Regions from separate parts of the Mus musculus genome. Here all the other regions are linked to region 2. The links are chromatin contacts, called in public promoter capture Hi-C maps. All regions are on one chromosome and are shown on one strand. The core of a region is the stretch at or near the end of the contact, and the rest is flanking DNA. Distances in the headings are between cores, read along the strand shown. Region 1 holds the start of Rps4x (ribosomal protein S4, X-linked). Region 2 holds the start of Phka1 (phosphorylase kinase alpha 1). Region 3 holds the start of Cited1 (Cbp/p300-interacting transactivator with Glu/Asp-rich carboxy-terminal domain 1).

Evidence for each region. Promoter capture Hi-C pulls out the DNA fragments that hold promoters and counts their contacts.
Region 1: a promoter capture Hi-C map of pre-B cells shows a contact between it and region 2, with 4 times the contacts expected there. The contact joins the promoter of Rps4x here to the promoter of Phka1 in region 2. A contact is called at or near these places in 10 of 39 promoter capture datasets (the 3T3-L1 cell line, the C10 cell line, cranial neural crest and 5 more) and 2 of 115 datasets of contacts at active chromatin or transcription factors (astrocytes and large pre-B cells).
Region 3: a promoter capture Hi-C map of pre-B cells shows a contact between it and region 2. The contact joins the promoter of Cited1 here to the promoter of Phka1 in region 2. A contact is called at or near these places in 7 of 39 promoter capture datasets (the C10 cell line, embryonic stem cells, liver and 2 more), 1 of 484 Hi-C or Micro-C datasets (embryonic stem cells), 3 of 115 datasets of contacts at active chromatin or transcription factors (embryonic stem cells and stem cell-derived neural progenitor cells) and 2 of 9 other capture datasets (embryonic stem cells and liver).

The regions. Positions count from the first base shown.
Region 1 is chrX:102,187,997-102,191,418 of GRCm38.p6, forward strand. Rps4x (ribosomal protein S4, X-linked) reads right to left here and starts at 1,395. Exons shown (of 7, transcript NM_009094.2): 1 at 1,302-1,395; 2 at 298-375; 3 at 1-6. The coding sequence starts at 1,304.
Region 2 is chrX:102,642,192-102,645,581 of GRCm38.p6, forward strand. Phka1 (phosphorylase kinase alpha 1) reads right to left here and starts at 2,055. Exons shown (of 33, transcript NM_008832.2): 1 at 1,656-2,055; 2 at 30-188. The coding sequence starts at 1,733.
Region 3 is chrX:102,250,379-102,253,785 of GRCm38.p6, forward strand. It overlaps Cited1 (Cbp/p300-interacting transactivator with Glu/Asp-rich carboxy-terminal domain 1), which reads right to left and starts at 1,803. Exons shown (of 3, transcript NM_001276466.1): 1 at 1,656-1,803. Gm14858 (predicted gene 14858) reads left to right here and starts at 2,273. Exons shown (of 3, transcript NR_040285.1): 1 at 2,273-2,646; 2 at 3,102-3,235.

The sequences.
Region 1 (3,422 bases), core at 145-2,644, 450 kb before region 2:
AGGAGCCTGGAAAGTTTTAGGAAAATTACTACACCAAAACTTGGGTTATTTTACATGGGGGGGGGGTCGCTAGAAGATTCCTCAACATTTTCTCCTCCAAAGAATGAGGCCTGCTACTTTGAGACCTGAGTCTATGTATCCACCATCAGTGTACTATGGAATACATGGAGTAGATGAAACAGATGTATCAAAATTGAGGTAGGACACAGGTCTTTAAGACAGCCAAAGATTCTCTACATTCAACTCCACAAATATGCTTGTTAAAGGTATGTCTACCTTTCACACCACAATACTTACAAACACGCCAGTCAACTTATCCAGCATCCAATGTTTTGGAGCAGCTACACGCTTCAGGTGTTTCTTGGGACCACGAGCCTGGAAGAAGTTTTCAAAGTAACGTTGTTACATTGTTTCAGGTCTTTCCAGCAAAGCCTACGGCGTAAATCCTTCAATGAACTGACTTTCGAACTTTCCCAATTAACAAAATGTGGGCAATATTGAAAGCGCCGGGTCCCAGTAAAACGTAGAAAAGACAGATAAGCATCAATAGGCCAAACCCAGTATTCGCACCTTAGCGATTCCCATTTTTTACAGTTATGCCAGATGTCTCCATTATGCCTGCTCACAAAAATTAGCCTTTCATAGCACACTTGCGAATTACCCAGTGATTCAACCCTAGACGCACAGGCAGATAGGGACAGAAAATGGCCCAGGACCGTATCTCAATTGTCAATCGAAAAGTATAGTATTAGAACACAGCCATCTGGATCGAAGGTTTCTGGTACAAAGATAAACTCTAACTCCGGCACTGGCACTACCACGTGTACTGCTCCTTTGTATACTAAAGAGTCGAAGTTTCACATTCGAAAGCGGAAGGAAGCTTTTTGTAATGCTTCGTACACTTACCAGCTACACAACATATAAAGTAAGTCCGTGCCAAAAGATAGACAAATGCACAAGTAAGAGCTAATCCTTCAAGCAGACCCTGCGCCCACATGCCCAAAGCTTCAATCTGCACTCCCGGGCCCTCGAAGTTCTTCCCCAAGTGGAAAAGCATTTCTCCCTGGGCAAGGGGATGTGTGATTAAGCCCAAGGCCTTGCTTGCCCTCTGCGGCAGACTTCCCATCCTAGCTCAGACCAGTATTCTCCCTTGCCGCCAAGCCCATCTCTGCCAGCCTGCAGCAGAGCTGCTTTCGCCTCCACCCTGTAGTCGACCGCGGGAGCCCTGATAACCCGGGCAGCATCGGTCAGGGAGGATGGAAGCCGATGCAACCCAAGAGCTCGCTGTACCCCTGCCTTACCATGGCTGCGCTAGGAACGGAAAGAGACTCGCCTTCTTCCGGCGAACGAAGAAATTAGGGTCGGAGGCTGCGCGCGCGCTGGAGCCTGGGTTGCTCCGCCCAGCCTCAGACTTTCCCAGCGGGCGGGGACTCTCTCTTGCCATCTGCTGGTGGGAGGTCAGAGGTCCCAGGCTGGGAAACTGAGGCTGAGAGAATCTCCCAAAAACTGTTTTTCCTCAGTCCTTTCTCTTCTTTGTGCCGAGTGATGAGTGCTGGGGATACCCAGACCAATCGCACCAGATAACTGCCCGCAAGGAGAGTTCTGTTAGATGGCTGAGTGATAAAAAGATACATTTTAATACTCGATACTTTTCTTATACAAAGTTTCTCTAATCTTCCAGAGTTACCAGTCCAATCAGCCAGCCCCATGCTAAGCGAAAGGTTTGGCCAACGGCATGTTTCTCTTTGCTTTTGTAAAGATTGCTGAGGCACTGAGCCATCCAGGGTGAGATGGTAGGCTCTCTGCTTGAACCTGGCATCCTGCGCATCCACTCCTGTAGAACACATTTGACATTTATTGTACTGTAAGTGGAAGAGAGGGAACATTAGAGAGTATCTGGTTTTGCCTAGCCAGTATGTAGACCTAGCTGTTCTACTTTTGAAGCTGCTGTGTTAGAGTGGTGGCACTGGCTGCCCTTCATTCACCATTTTCTGCTCTCTTAGTTATCTGTGGCCTCCCACAGGTCGATGAAGTCTGCCCATCATAAACCCAAAGATCCAGTCCCTTCAAACTATTATGAAAGGGGTATTTTTCAGCCTCACCTTTCCTCTTTCTCCTGTCCCTCCCCTCTCTCTCATATGTGTGTGTGCAGTTGTTATCATTTATTTGTTATCATTAGTGGCTGCTAGGGAATGAGTCACTTTTTCATATATATATATATATATATGCAAATGAAATATACATTTTGGGGGGGGGGTTCGAGACAGGATTTCTCTGTGCAGCGTTGGCTGTCCTGGAACTCACTCTGTATACCAGGCTGGCCTCAAACTGAAATATACATCTTGAGACAGAGCCTCATTATGTAAGCCAGGGTAGTCTCAGACTCATCATTTTTCTGCTGAGAGTTGAGTTACAGGCATGCACCCCCACAGTCTATATAGTACAAGCAAGCAGACTATATCTTTATTTTTAACTTTTGAGACAGGCTCTTCTAGACAGGCTAGGCTGACCTGCAGCTTGAGAGAGGTCATCTGCCTCATCTTCCCAAGTGCTGGGTGATACGTTACTTCGCCACTGTAGGTGAAATGAGACAAATCAAGCAGAATTAGATTATATTAAATGCAGGTTTATTGGAAAGGTGCTCTCGGGCAAGTTCACTGGCCCCAAGGACTGAGGCTAGGGGAGTCACAATGGGAAGGAAGAGATGGGGGGAGGGGGAAGAGAGGGGAGAGGGAAGAAAGAGGGGAGGAGAGAGAGGGGGAGGGGAAAACAGAGGGCAGGGGAAACAGAGGGGGAGGGGGAAGAGACAGGAGAGTGGGAAGAGGGAAGGGAAAAGAGAGGGGGAGAGGAGGAAGAGAGGAGAGAGAGGGAGGGAGGGGGAGAGAGAGAGGAGAGAGGGGAGAGAGAGAGAGGAAAATATCTGGATTATATAGGGAGCTTCTGGGGAAAAGGCAGCTCACCTCCTGGGCTGGGAAGTTCAGGCTTGGGGGCAGGGTCTGCCAGCTAGGGATTGAGGGATGCGGGGAGAATCTGGAGGCCAGGTCTGCTTTCATATGTAAAATATGCACCTCAGTCTCCTGTCCCAGGGTCTGGGATGATAGGCATGTGCCACTATGGCCAGCCTATAGTTTTATTTCTTTTCTTCCTCTTCTTTTTTAAAGATTTATTTATTATTATATGTGAGTACACTATCACTGTCTTCAGACACACAAGAAGAGAGGGCATCAGATCTCATTATGGATGGTTGTGAGCCACCATGTGGTTGCTGGGATTTGAACTCAGGACCTTTGGAAGAGCAGTCAGTGCTCTTAACCACTGAGTCATCTCTCCTGCCCCTTATTTGTTTGTTTGTTTGTTTGTTTGTTTTTCGAGACAGGGTTTCTCTGTGTAGCCCTGGCTGTCCTGGAACTCACTCTGTAGAC
Region 2 (3,390 bases), core at 805-3,304:
ACATCTCTGTATAGTTTTGTTTTGATTACCTGCTCCAGTTCATAGGCCTTTGCCTTGTCCTCATCACGGTCAGCATTTTTGCGATATGCCAGGCCCAAACCCCACACAGCCAGGATACTGTACACATTATCTCGGACCCAGGCATCTTTTTGATCATAGCTGGCTGGAAGCAAGCCTGTCACTGGATTCTGCAAGATCAATTAAGAGAGAGAGAGGACAGGCAACTAACCTCAGAATGTTAAAGGGAACAAAATCTAGGGAATATTTTACTTAGAAACTTTAGTCTTTCTCCTACTTCCCCATTCTCAAATTTTCGACCTTTCTTCTCTTTTAACCAGTTGCAGGTAGATACTATCCCCCAGCTTTACTGAGTTATAACTGACAATAAAAGCTGTACATATTTACTGTATACAACATGACGATTTGATACATACATGAATGTACTGTGAAATGACAATCAAGTTAATACATCTATTACCTCACTTTTTGATAGGAGGGATCTCCTCTCTCAGCAAGTTTCAACTATATATATATATATAATAAAGTAGTATGGACTAGTCAGTGTGCTGCTACTGCTGCTAATCAGCATTGCAGAACATATTTATATGAGATGAGAAAGTTTCTTCTATTTCCATGCACTATCTTAAGAATAAGGAAAGAGCTGGCTGAAAGCTTACAAGTCCAAAACACAGGTATTATTAAAATAAAGGCATTATTAGGGGTATTATCAAATGTAGTACTAAGGATGCCACTAAGTGCATTTTAAAAGAAAAATAAATATAAAAGTTAAATTCAACTAGCAACGAAAAGTCTGAAGTAAAGGAGTAGGAAAGAAATCTAGAAATATATACAGCCAGGTGCAGTGCCTTATAGCCTATAATTCTCCAGACTGACGCTCCTTCGAGGCCAGCTACATAGTGAGTTTCAGGCCATCGTGGGCTACAAAGACAGACTTGGTTTCAAAAACCAACAACTCCAAAGAGCACATATAAACCAGGTGCAGTGGCGCATACCTGTTACCCCAGCAATGGGGAGATGAAGCTCGAGGATGGGGAGTTTGAGGTCAGCATGGGCTACAAGGTAAAATCCTCTCAACAAAGGAAGAAATAAAACAACAACGGCTTAGGAAACAAACAAAAAAACCCACTGGCTTGTGGTCTGTTGTCCAAACTGTGAAGGCTATGGCAGGAAAATCCCAAGTTCAAGGCCAGCCTGAGCCACTGTGCAAAACTGTTTAAAAGTATGTACAAAGTGCCTTGACCTTCACAGTAGTCTAAGGTCTCTTAGGATGCTCTATGTTCTCATACATCTTTGGGGAAGTGGAGTGGAAGTAGATGGCCCAAACCTGGGGTGAGGGCAATAAAAAAGTGTTATTTCTTGAAACTCTGTCCCTGGAATCCTGCCATAGTTGGGAGGGTGGGGAGTTGGGGGAAGGGGTGGCATTCTGTCTGAGCTCAGAAACCATCACTCTGGAATCACTGCAGAGGGGTCGAGGGTGGGGGATTGTGATTCTCCATGCCACACTTTGATTTTACTCCAAGTTCAACATGCAACTTTCCTTCGGGATCCTTTAAGGTCTCTCCAGAGACAAATGCGTTCAGGGTTCACCCAGAGTCAGTGTCCGGAGCTCACACTTCACCCTTACCTACACTTACCTGATGGCACAGGATGGTCTGATGCACCAGCCGAGCATAGCCGTCCAGGCGGACTCCCGAGTTACTGCGGCTCCTCATGGTGCCACGTCCCTAATCCCCCACTGCACACACGGGAAGCTCGGACGCCAGGCCTACGGAAACCTTCTAAACGCTCCCTTGCTCGTGTGGCCAATGGTTCCCGCGCGTCACCTGGTTCCGGCGGCCTCAGAGTCCACTTCAGGCCGCGGCTCAGCCTCCCGCGGTCTAGGCTTCGGCCGGCAAAGACCCCGTCTCCACTCAGTCTCCCGTGGTCCCCGGGTGGCGCACCGGCATCCTCCGCTTGACTGAAGGAGACCGGGGCGGCCCTGAGACTGAAGGCCGGCGACAGCAGCGGGTCAGCGCCCCGGGTGCCGCCTCCCTTGGCGAGCGTGCGGGGGCGGGGCGTGGGTCCTGCAGCTGCGCGCTACGCCCACGGGCCAGTAGCCCGCCACCCTCCGCCCAGAATGTGTCGCCCGAGGCGCTGTGCTCTCCCCGCCCCCCCGGGGGAGTTATTTTCGAAACACTACAAGTGACTATTTTAATTTTGCACGGTTGTGCGCACAGGCTGTTGCTCTTACTTCTGAAGGACTAGTTTTAGGAACCCTCAGGAACTCTTCAAAACTGAGAGACTGGGACTGAACGATTCCATTTCCGGATCTTCAGGAGCAAAAAGTCGGATTAAGCGCCACACTCTGAAACCAACCAACCAACCAACCAACCAAATAAACACACAAACAAAAACCCCCAGCTCCCTAAGGAGTTCTTTAGCTCCTCCTTAAAGATGCGCGAATCCGCAGCGGTTAGGGAGCTTTGAGGAAGCAAGTGTCAGGCAGGCTGAGAGCAGAATAGGGAGCCAAGCAGTGGCTGAGGGTGCTCTTGATGGGACAGCTGACAGTGGGAGTTATCTGCTTTGGAAAGCTTCCTCGTAAAGTATAGGTGACTAGGCCCAAAGAACAAACATTCAGCTGAAATTAAAGTGACTGAGGAGGGCTGGGGAAGAAGGCTGCCGAGGATACAGTGAGGAGCTTGAGGAATCTGCCTCTGGCAGGCGGTCCCCAAAGGGCTTATGCTTCCGAGCTCTACTGTCCCAACCCCTAACCTTTACTCATAGCCCTCCCAAACTTCTTCTGGGCTCAGCAGGAGTACCACCTGCTTTCTGATTTGCCGGGTAAGAGAATAAGACTGTCTCTTGACCTTTCAAGTTCTAAATCTAAGCCTTCCTTGGCCACCTCACTCTGCCCACAGTGATTTTGCATTTTCGTTCTATTTTTTTTTTCCTCTCCTAAGTTTCTTCTCTTCTTACAAGCTGCCTCTGCGCCACTGCCACCTTTGTCTCTGCTGCAGCTTCTTCCTCAGGCAGTATAGCGTATAGTCAGGCACCTTGGAAGGTGACTAGTGAATATCTGATAATGGTGATGAAAGGTGAGTGCTCAAGTGCTCAGGTTGAACAGCCAGTCAATGATGCAGTTCAACACAGTGGCACGGACTTCTCCAGCAAATAGTTTCCCATTGCAGTCACAACCTACGCAAATGCGATGGCTGGCCAGTACAGCACTTCATGTCCTTAGTACACTGGGAAAGGGAGTTCGGTTTGGAGAGAACACCCTCCTGCCTATGCCCCTAACTCCCTGATATCTTGCCCTCACTCAGACTATAGGCTCAGAAACCTTTTTCTCTACCCTGGTCCCCTTCAAGTGTCTGTCGTCTAGTTTTTCTT
Region 3 (3,407 bases), core at 553-3,052, 390 kb before region 2:
CCGAGAAAGCCTTCGCCAACGCTGTTGGAGGGTGAGAAGAGGAAAGAGAAGGGGGGTGGGGTGGGAAGAGCGCGGCAGGTGGGGGGGGGTCATCTCGAACCTGTCCCGAGAGCAAAAGTTAAAATGGCACCAACCGGTATACTCCACCTCCATTGCTACTGAGAAATCTAAATGTCCAAACAGCACTGCGGCTTGGCTTGCACGCTCTCCAAGCAGCCCAGCTAGACTCGCCACCTTAAAACTAAAGGCCCCTTGTTTACGGACAGCTCGCCGGGGCCTCCTCGACGCGCCCGGAGAGAGCCACCGAGGCGGGCTTGGCCGAACGGAGCCCGGCACGCCAGGCGCGAGCACCAGTGCCGGAGGGCTCCAAGCGTCCTTTACCTCAGGTGCTCAGAAGCAGACAGGCGACGAAGCACGGGGTCTCCGCGTCAGCGCGACTTTGGGGACCCGCAGCGTCTCCGCGCGCGGGGGCGCACTTTGGCGCCAGCGGCAGTGGCTCGCGCGCCTCACAGACACTTCCGAGCGCCCTCGGAGCGTCCGCTGCTGCCGCTGCTCGCAGCTGGCTAGCAAAGATTCGAGGTGCCGAGGTGGGTGCGATAACTTAACCCAAGGTCACAACGTTAAAAGTGGCATGGTTCAGACTAGCTGTCCCGCCCCTGATCAGGCTCCCCGTGAGGCAGAGGCTGGGCGCCGCGCGGCCGCTTCCCCCGAGAGGGGCGTGTGCACGGGGGTCGTGCTGCGTGGGGAAAGCAAGTTGCCAGAATGTTCCAACTTGCAGCACGCAGCTTGGCTGAGTTCAGCCAGAAGCCCTTCTCGCTTCCAGCCCCCCAGGAAACAAGAGCTTTGTGCGGCCCCCGAGCGGCCTGATGCAGTCCTGGGTATTGGCAAAGTCGGGGAAGCAGAGCCGGAGAAAGCGCGGGCGCCGGAGTGGATGTGCTGCGGGTTTCTCCGGACAAGTGGGCTCCGCGTCCCGCGGGCCGGCCCGGGCTGCCGCCCCTCTGCCCGGCAGCTCCGGCAGCAAACAAGTCCCCCAGCCCCGCGGCCAGCTTGGCCGCCTCCGGTGCCCTCGGCCCCTGCTGCCCAGCCCAGCGTCCTGCCGGGCGGCCCGGCTTACCTCCGCGAAGCTGCTTGCCCGGGAGAGGAAAGCTCACAGGAGCTGAGGTACGGACGAAGCGACCTAGCCCCGAGCCCCCTTGGCACGCACACTGCCGCCGCCGCCGCTAGCCACTCGCTTCAGAGTCCCCAGCCGCACGGGCGGCCACGCGACCCCAGGGCGCCTGGGAAAAGCCTGCACCGCCGCGCCGCGCCGCGCCGCCGCACCGCACCGGGCAGCGCCGAGCTGCCCCGACCCGCGCTCTTGCCGGCCCGCAGCTCCGGCGCCCGGACTCCGGGGCGGTGGCGATCACAGCCACCACGCTTGGTTCTCGGCGCGGGGACCGGGCTCTTAAGCCCCCACTGCCTCCCGTAGAGCCCTGGCGCACAAGCACACAGCAGCAGGCTGGCCTCGGCTAGGAATCCCAGGAAGGACAGACCCCTTTCCCCCCTTTTTTCCCTCTCCCCCCAATTTTCACGTCTTTATAACCAGCTTAGAGCATTATTAGCACATGTCCTGGCTCGTGGGCGAGTTGGTGGCAAAATCTGAACTGGATACTTACGGAGGGCCCGAGTGGGTGCTGTGCCTTCCTCGCGTCTGGTCCTCTCTGCCAGGAGCAGCCCCGCGCCGATAGGTTGTGGGAGGAGCAGCCGGGCGGAGCTAGCTTCCTCACCGCAGCTCGGCAGCGCACTTCTGCAGCTGTGCCGCCGGGAACATTTTATAGCGGCGGGCTGGCGTGTGTGGCCCTTTAAAGGCGCTCGAGCTGGTGCAGTCACCGTGGATCTTGTGAAAGCAAAGGGCGGGCTAGGGAACAGAGTGCGTGCGTCCCCTCCTGTCCCTCAGCCCTGGGGGCACGACGCAGCTACTGGGGTGGGGCTGATGGTCTCTGATTATGGTCACTTCTCGCCCAGTGCTCTGGCCTATACTTGTTTTTCTAAAACTAGTGACAGCCCGAACCTGGGACGTGGGCTCTCCCCACCACCCTGCATGGACTTGCCCAATAAATTCCACTTAGTAATTTTACCGAGGCGAGGGAGAGCTGTTAGTGTCTGTTTTCTGACCTAAATCAAGTGGGTCGCCAGGACGGGCTTCAATGGATAGAGAGAAGAGCTGTTGGCTTAGGGAAAGGTCCAGAAGAGGGACTTGCACACGGGACGGTGTAGGCAAGGCACGGGTCTTAGTTTTCTGCAGGGCTTCCTCCGAGCCGGTTTGCTCTTTTTGAGCTATGTCTTCTCATCGTGGAATGGCCGAGGTTGGCGTGTCCCTTACCCCCTAAACTCCCTACATTTTGTGCAGGGGCACTTAGAGAGATCATATGGCAGCGGTGGCTTCCCTCAAGGCCCAAGGTTGGTTTCAAGGCTTTCTGTCCTGTGGTCATCCAGGGCAGAAGGAGGCTGGCAGGATGCGACGACGCTGGGAAATGCTGTTCTACCGGACCGTGGGGCTAGGTGCATGCATGCAACTCACATGGCTCACGGAAAAGCCAAGAACAGGCAGCGGGTTCGAAAAGATTGCCACTGAGTTCGCAGAGATTCCTCTTGCCACGATGCCAGGTTATTTTATTATGATTATATAATTATTCACATCTAGCAAGAATAACATCTTGCACGTAGAGCACGTCTCTTGTGTTGGTAAGGTGTCTTACAATCCTCACTGAAAGATATCTGGGGCTTCTCATTTCAAGGCATGTTCCCTGTGGGTAGAAACTCTCACCTCATTCACCCCTTGCAGGAAGGCCACCAGGATTACTGTCCTCTAATCAAGCCTCCCCCATTCCCACCCTACACCCCCCCCCCCACCGTCCACACACACACTCCTTCCATTCAACAATTCAGTTTATACTGTTTGGAAAACATTGTCGTTTGAAAAAGTACGATGTTAAGGAAAAGGGGGTGTGAGTGGGGGGAGGACTGTTACAGAGTCATTTCACTGTCTGTGTCTTGTGTCTTTTTAGTTGGCTTTGATGACCTGAAGATCTTTTTTCTTTCTGATTTTTTTTTTTTTTTAGGATCGCAAAGTGTCCTTAATTTGCTCTTCTAACAGAGTCGTGTTTGTTGATGAAATGACCGGCTTGCTGACAAAGAGGGGGCACAAATGGAGGCACAGAATTAGGCCCTTCTTTGGCATTTGGAGGAAGCTGGGGTGAGTACCCTGAGTAATTAGGGGACCCTTTCCCCTTGGTAGGCTGAAAAGCTGCCTCTCTTCATTGCTGATTGCTTTGGCCCCTCCCACTCTGCTCCAACTCAAAATCGGGGAAACAACCACACTCCCCACACCATCGCTACACTTTTCCACTTGGATTGTGGGTTGTGCC